2 separate regions of the Rattus norvegicus genome follow, and region 2 is linked to region 1. The links are chromatin contacts, called in public Hi-C maps. All regions are on one chromosome and are shown on one strand. The core of a region is the stretch at or near the end of the contact, and the rest is flanking DNA. Distances in the headings are between cores, read along the strand shown. Region 1 has its middle 37 kb from the start of Trnaa-agc27. Region 2 holds the start of Vta1 (vesicle trafficking 1).

Region 1 (3,610 bases), core at 483-2,982:
CCCTGCGGTATTTCTGCCTCCTTGGGTCACCTTTCCCTCTACAGTGTTCCCTAGGACACTGTAGGACAGTATCAAGTGCTCTATGGGACTGGTCAGACTGACCACTGCTATGCCCTGCGATCTGTTCTTGCCTTAACAGTTCTTAACTCTTAGAGAACTTCCTGACCCTCGGCTTCCCCTGCCTGTAAAGAATGAAAGGGGCCCTCTTGTGAGACCACCTATCCCTTCTGTTCCCATCCAACATAGTAGTATTTACAGTGAGCATAATTTTTCTTATGCTTTTCCTGAATGGACTACTGGATTGGGGGGGGGGGGAGAGCGCCTACATTTATGGGTGTTTATATCTCCAAGGTCCACTGTTTATTCCACAAAGGAGGGACAAGCATATGAGTAAATGAATGTAGAGAATTTTAAATAGTGTTTTAATATGTCATTTTAAGAGAGTACTCATTAAATAGTAGAGACTCAATAAATGCTGCATTTCAATAATTCGATGAGTCATATGTTTTTGATGGGCCAAAGCAGTTTTCCCTGCCTCTGGGTAAAGTGTTCAGTAACAGGCAAGAAGAACTCAGTCACCGTTGAGATGAAAATGAAATGCAGCGCTGCGTCCCGAAAATGTAACCTGAAAATTGTTATTAATTTATCCATAACGTGCTTTGAGAAGCGCACGAATGCTCAGAGAGTCCTCTGTGTATGAAAGCTCTAAGAATGACATTGAAGTATATTTTTAACACTGTAACATAGAAAAAGTTGGCAGTCTTCTATGGTCCCTGCTGCGGGTCTGTCTCCTGACTGGGATCAGGGACAAGCACTGTCTTTGTGTCATTGAAGTTGACAGGGAGGCTGCAATAGAATCTTACCTTATCCGAGACCTCTAACCAAATTCCTTCCCTGTTTCTTCTCCCTGTGCTCTCTGCAGAGGATCTAACTTCAAAATTGCATCAGCCGCTATTTCAAAGTGAGGACACTCACACGTGAGAAAGCGGCCTGTGGAGAGCCTTTCAAAGTATTAAAACTGTGACTCACTGCAAACCAAAAAAAGGATTCTTTGCACACGCACACACACACCACACACACACACACACACACACACACGGCCATAACACGCCACTGCTAAAATTAAAATTAGAATTTTTCTCAAAACAGGCCAGCCGTGGATGGGCAGAAGTGATAACATTGCAGCTTAAACCTGAACAAAAAGAGTCTAATTTTCCAGTGGATTCGGGGAAGAACATTAGACAATACTGAGTAGGAAGAGCAAAACATAGATGTTCCCTGAAAAATGATTTAACTGGGTGATGTCATAGAGTTATGAGGGAAGGGCAGTCTGGCTTTCTTGGCAATGTGAGCTTCAAAGTAATTTCAAAAAAAATTATTGTTCCACAAAAATGTATCAGTCATATAATTCAGAAAAGCAATGACTTTGCACCTAGGAAAGACTGTCTCCTCTCTCAAGTTCATCTCCAGAGCTGATTCTGTCACTTAAATAGAAACCACAGGCCCCGCTTGACACATGCTACTCCCGACTCTCACTTCCTGTTTCATAACAAACTCCCCTCCTTCTGCAAGCTTGCAATCTGTCCCAGAAGCCGCATGTATATGATACAATGAAGCAAAACGTAGGGGAGAGCAATTCGTCTTAGGACTGAAAAAAAGCCTCTTTGTCTTCCTTCCATCCAGGTAGCTGCTGAAGGTTGGTGGAAACAAGAAAAGATCAATATTCACCTCTAAAGTGTCAAAGTAGGTTGGAAAAAACGAAGCATTCATTCGGCCTCTCTCCCTTGTTTACGTTTGCGGTGCGAATAAATACGTGGCGGTTTGGGAACTGAATTGGTCCCTTTGGATATTGTGCAGTGGGGCTTGAAGGAATAATGAACACACACTTATTTTAAAGCTCGAAAGGCGGTGTAAGAGTAGAAGCAAAAATAACAGAGCCCGGGAGTGGATTCTATAGGGTGGGGTAGGACAGATTCTAACTTGCGAGTCACCCAGCTGAGAGCACTTCCTAAGGGCACCACCCACAGAGCTCTGAAGCTTGAAAGGGCAGACATTTGCATCCTAAGCCAAAGCTCCTGATTGACAGCCCACTTACGGAAAGCATCGGGAGGCTTCCGGAAATGTGCCCGCCTTTGGCTGAGATCAAGTCTTTCAGGATTTAAGCGTATAGAACAAGGCACGTGAGCAAGGGCTGTTAAAACGGGGTGGTAAATGGATTTAATATCAACCATATTGCTTATCCACTTTAAGCAGAGTCACAAAGGAAAGTTCTTTGGGGAGGTGCGCAGGTAGCTCTGGTCAGCAAAGTCACAGGGATGGGAATTGCATCCCCAGATTCCAGAAGAAAAAAAAATCAGGGTGCAATAGCACACACTTGCAAACTCAGTGCTTGGTACTTCTCCCTAGGCCAGCTTAGTAAAGTGACAGGTTCCAAGCGAATGTGAGAAACCAAAGCAGTGTTACCCAGCGGCAAACTCTACAAACTGCAGTACCAGCATGCCAGGTACAAAGGCCATACACATGATAGAGGCAGGACTATGATATTCCCTGACCAGATCTGCAGACCGCGCCAAAGACCGGAGTCTATGCTTCCTACTGTAAGCCTGACTGGACTAAACGTCATGCCTCAGGAGGCCATAGGCTTACAGGAAAGTATTACTTATGCTCAGCTAAATAGATGTGATGTCTAACTGCCTTCGAAATAGCTAGGCTGGTGCTTTTGTGCTTTTTTCCCTAATAGCTCTCCTCCTAAGCCTAGTCTGACAAGTCTTCCCTTGAAGTGAATTGCTGAGACAAGGGAAGAACTAGAGCTCAAATCTAGACGAGTCAGTTTACTATGCACTCGAGGCTCAGAAAACACTGAAGAAGAGGGGATGAGAGAAATGTAGACACTGGACGGGAAGGAGACAGGCAGTGAAAACCCATCCTCTACAATCACGGTAATGCAGTCGTGAACTCACGGCATCTACAGTTACCTACACTGAAGCTGTGCAAGACAGGCCAACGCTGAAATCAGTCATGGATCTGGGAGGAACTGACGTCATACAGTTGCTTAGGGCTGAACTATCTACTACAGACACTGGAGGAGCCTGAGTCAACTGTGCACCTGATGGTGAACCCACGGGTTCCAACGGATAGTTTCAGTCCCGAGGCCACACAGCTGACCCTTGTCAAACCCAAAGGGACGTAAAGAGAGATATGAATGTGGGAAAAAGGTTTATAGGGAATAAGATGGAAAAACATAAGAGAAGCAGAGGTTACAGAGGAGGATGGGAGTACTCAGGATGTGGGGTGTGTGTGTGTGTGTGTGTGTATGTGTGTTTCTGTGTGTGTATGTGTGTGTATGTGGTATGTGTGTCTGTGTGTGTGTATGTGTGTCTGTGTGTGTATGTGTGTGTATGTGTGTGTATGTGTGTGTCTGTGGGTGTCTGTGTGTGTACGTGTGTCTGTGTGTGTCTGTGTGTGCGTAAGTGTGTGTGTGTGTGTGTGTAAGTGTGTGTCTGTGTGTGTATGTGTGTGTCTCTGTGTGTGTATGTGTGTAAGTGTGTGTCTGTGTGTGTCTGTGTGTGTCTGTGTGTGTATGTGTGTGTAAGTGTGTGTGTGTAAGTGT
Region 2 (3,633 bases), core at 830-3,329, 460 kb before region 1:
TATTAGAAAGTGTGAAACTATATAGTGGAAAGTATAAAGCTCTAAGTACTCACATTAAAAAAAAAAAAATTCAAGGAGATCACTACTCAATAACCTAGGAGCATCCTTTAAACATACCAGGGAAAAATCCCAAAGAAGCAGGCATGGAGGACAGGGCAGAAACTAAGAACCAGAGGCTACAAGAGAACCATTATATCAGTTCAGAAGAATGTTGTTCTTTGAAAAGATACACCAGATTAATAAACTTCCAACAAAATTAACCAAGAGAGAAACCAGAATTAGAGATGTAAAACAGGTTATTAGAGAAGAATCTAATGAAATTCAGAGTCATTAGAGAATATTTCAGAAACTTATATTCAAAGAAAGCAACTGAAAAATCTAAAGGAAATTTTCGAGACTTATATAACTTACCAAAATTAGACATAAATTAGACAACGTTAAAAGGTTTATAACCAGGAATGAAAATGAAAATGAAGCAATTTTTTAAAAGTCTTTCCACAAAGATAGAACAAATAAATAAATAGATAAATAAATAATAGGACTAGTAGTGTTTACTAGTGGATGCCCTTTCACTCCCCCAAGACAGGTTTTTCTTTGTAGCCCTGGCTGTCTTGGAATTCCCTCCATGGGTCATATTTTCCCAGACCCCAGAGATCCACTTACCTCTGCCTCCAGAATGCTGGGGTTAAAGGTGTGTACCACCACTCCTGACACTACTGAATTCTAGTGAATTTTTATGGAAGAGCCTACATCAATACTTCTCAAACTGTTCCATGAATAAAAAGGGAAGTGACATTACCAAGTTCTTTCAGTGATACCAGTATTACTCTGGTGGGAAACCACATAAGGCAAAGGAACATTATAAACCAATATTGGCAAGGAAAGAAAAGTTTAAATGAAATGATACTATGGAATGGAGAGGAGGAAATATAATATATATTTATTAATATTAAAATTATATTAAAATACCATGAGTCGGAAGTGCTGAATCTCCAGGACTCTATCTTGTCAAGTATTAAGATAGACTAACACTTCCCTAAAGTTCATCATCTTCCTCCATGAATCAATTTGGTTCACTAAAACATACACGAGCTAGATCAGAGAAAGTATTTGATTTGTATTAGTTCACATTATGTTTAGCTTTCATGTTTGAAAAGGACTGCCTATTTAGTCCAATATTTCAACATGCAAATTTTAATATAGTATTCAAAGTATTTCTCATATACGAATCTAAAACTCCTAAACTAAAAGCAATGGTGGCTTCCAATTCCAATTTCCTTTACATATATGTTTCCAATATCTCTCTACAGTTTCTAGAAAGGCTACAATGTATACTTTTTTGTGTGTGAGTGTATAAAATTTTATTTTGTGATCATTTGTTCTATTAAAATTAATGACACCTTCCCCACCCCCATCCCCCAAAACCCACTGTGCGCCATCTATAAGCAAAACGACTGTAATCTCTACTAACTGGGAAGCCCTGGGGAAAGGGTTTTGACAAGTCCAAAACCTGTTTTGACAACTTTGTGGGACTCAGTCTCATAGAAAAAAAAAAAAAAAAAAGGAGGGAGGGAGGGAGGGAGGGAGGAAGGAAGGAAGGAAGGAAGGAAGGAAGGAAGGAAAAATTAAAAGTTGAAAAGGTAGCTTAGTGGTATATACTGCTTGCCTAGAATGTTTCCAACAAAACACACACACACACACACACACACACACACACACACACACACACACACACACACGAGAAAAAGAGAGGGGAGGGGGAGTTTTCCTTTCTCCCAGTCAATGTCCTTTACGTTCTTATTTTCCCCTTTCCTCTTTTTGCCTTTTGTTCCATGAAAACAAACAAACAAAAATAAAAGTTAAAATTAAAAAGCGCTATCTTCCTCTTACCAGCAGAGAGCGCTGGAGGAGTGTGCAACATAGAAGACTCACGTTCTTCACATTTAAACTGCCTTGAGCCAGGCAGCAAAGTTTGTCTCTTTCGGGCATCCGTCGCAGACAAGCATCTCGGCAACGGAAGTGTGGGTGGGTATTGCCGCGCTAGAAGGCGGAAGCGGAAGTGTCTGTGACCCGCTAGTAGGAAGTGGCGCTTCCGGGAGTGGAGATGGCTGCGCTGGCCCCGCTGCCGCCGCTGCCCGCGCAGTTTAAGAGCATACAGCACCATTTGAGAACGGCGCAGGAGCATGACAAGCGAGATCCTGTGGTGGCCTACTACTGTGAGTCTCTCCGAGTCGCCGCCCTCCCGCACGGTTACTCCCCGAGCCCCGCGTCTCCCTCCGTTTTTGAGGCCCGCTCCGCCCCCTGGCTTTAGACCTGAGCCTTGACCTCTGGCTCGCCCCGGGAAACCCCAAGAACCAGAGTGCCCCCACCCCCGTCCCCGGTCCCTCACCTTTCCTGCTAAATGCCTTGGGATTGACTCCAGCCACTCCTGGGTACTCTGCACACGCCCCCCACCCCACCCCGGCTTTTCTGTGTGTACACCAAAGCTATCTGTCTTCTGGGAATGATAACCTCGACAGTCGAGCCTTTGAGATGGGGTGAAACGCTTGTAGGTTTCCCAGAGATGAGTAGGAAGGGAGACTAATAGAAAACATAACAAAAACCGGACATTAATCTCTCGACAGCTTTCAGGTTTGTTCCAAAACCCATAAACAGTTCAGTGGACAGTGTCTACTACTGAAAGTTTGAATTTGACTTTTTTTTTAATTTGTTTTCTGTACACCTCGTTATCACCAATAAGAATTTTCAGTCATCCTTTAGCTATCCTGAAAGTTAAGAAGTTTAATAAAAATATTTAATTTGAGATGTATTATAATAATGCTGTGCCGCTGAAGAGGGAACAGGCTGAACTCCATTCAGACGTTTAGAGTTGATGAAGTGGGTAGGACTAGTGATTTTATGTAAATTATATTTTGAATATTATATTCATATCTTTGTTGCAAGAAATGGCAGTGCTACCTCTGAGTTTCTAAACAACTTACAGAATAGAGAAACTCAATATGATGTGTCCCCTCTTATGGGCATTGTAAAGACATTGTTAGTAGAAATCTGGACAAAGTCAACCCTTCCCTTCTCAGCATGTACCTCATTTCTCACGTATGCAAGGATATCCTCCCTCCACCAATAATTGCCATACTCCACGTGATTTAAGATCTGAATTGTCACCTCTTCTGCAAGCCACAAGGTGACTATAGCCCATTTTCATAAAGAGCGTGAGGGTGTTGTTTCCACCATGCTTGCTCTAAGTTCCTCAAACAAAGCCATACAGCAGGTAGTTATTGAGCCCTTTTACCTATTGCCAAGCCTTCCTAAGCACTTTGTAGGACTACTGAGAGGAGGAGGGTGCTTGGACTGTACTCGTGCATCATATAAACTCAGTCAGGAAGGGGAACAGGAGTACCACAGTAGCATAGAGAGGACCTCATTCTCCTGTGTTCAGAAAAACATTGCTCAGTTGACAGTTGAAGCCAGACCTTTGTGCACAATTTGCCAAGAATATACCTTATAAGAAGGAGTAAAAGTGAAAGTCCAGAGGCAGCTTTAAAAGAGGAGGAGTTAGGATGGGGAGTATAGAGTCAGAGAGAAATTGGTATAGAACAAAGAAACTGACTTTTCTTTGAGCCAGGGCCCTTT

The links. A called contact is a pair of places that touch in the nucleus more often than the background predicts.
Region 2: a Hi-C map of Schwann cells shows a contact between it and region 1, with 20 times the contacts expected there. The contact joins the promoter of Vta1 here to the enhancer-like site in region 1. A contact is called at or near these places in 2 of 12 Hi-C or Micro-C datasets (Schwann cells and mammary epithelial cells).

Annotation. Positions count from the first base shown.
Region 1 is chr1:10,434,788-10,438,397 of GRCr8, reverse strand. No RefSeq gene overlaps it. Among named protein-coding and RNA genes, the nearest start is that of Trnaa-agc27, 37 kb to the left of the region's middle. Within about 2 kb of position 1,732, at least 12 of the 93 cell types and tissues checked have an H3K27ac peak or open chromatin away from gene starts, as enhancers often do.
Region 2 is chr1:10,899,181-10,902,813 of GRCr8, reverse strand. Vta1 (vesicle trafficking 1) reads left to right here and starts at 2,079. Exons shown (of 8, transcript NM_001398685.1): 1 at 2,079-2,216. The coding sequence starts at 2,105. It overlaps LOC103690921 (a long non-coding RNA gene), which reads right to left and starts at 2,017. Exons shown (of 4, transcript XR_010058835.1): 1 at 1,891-2,017.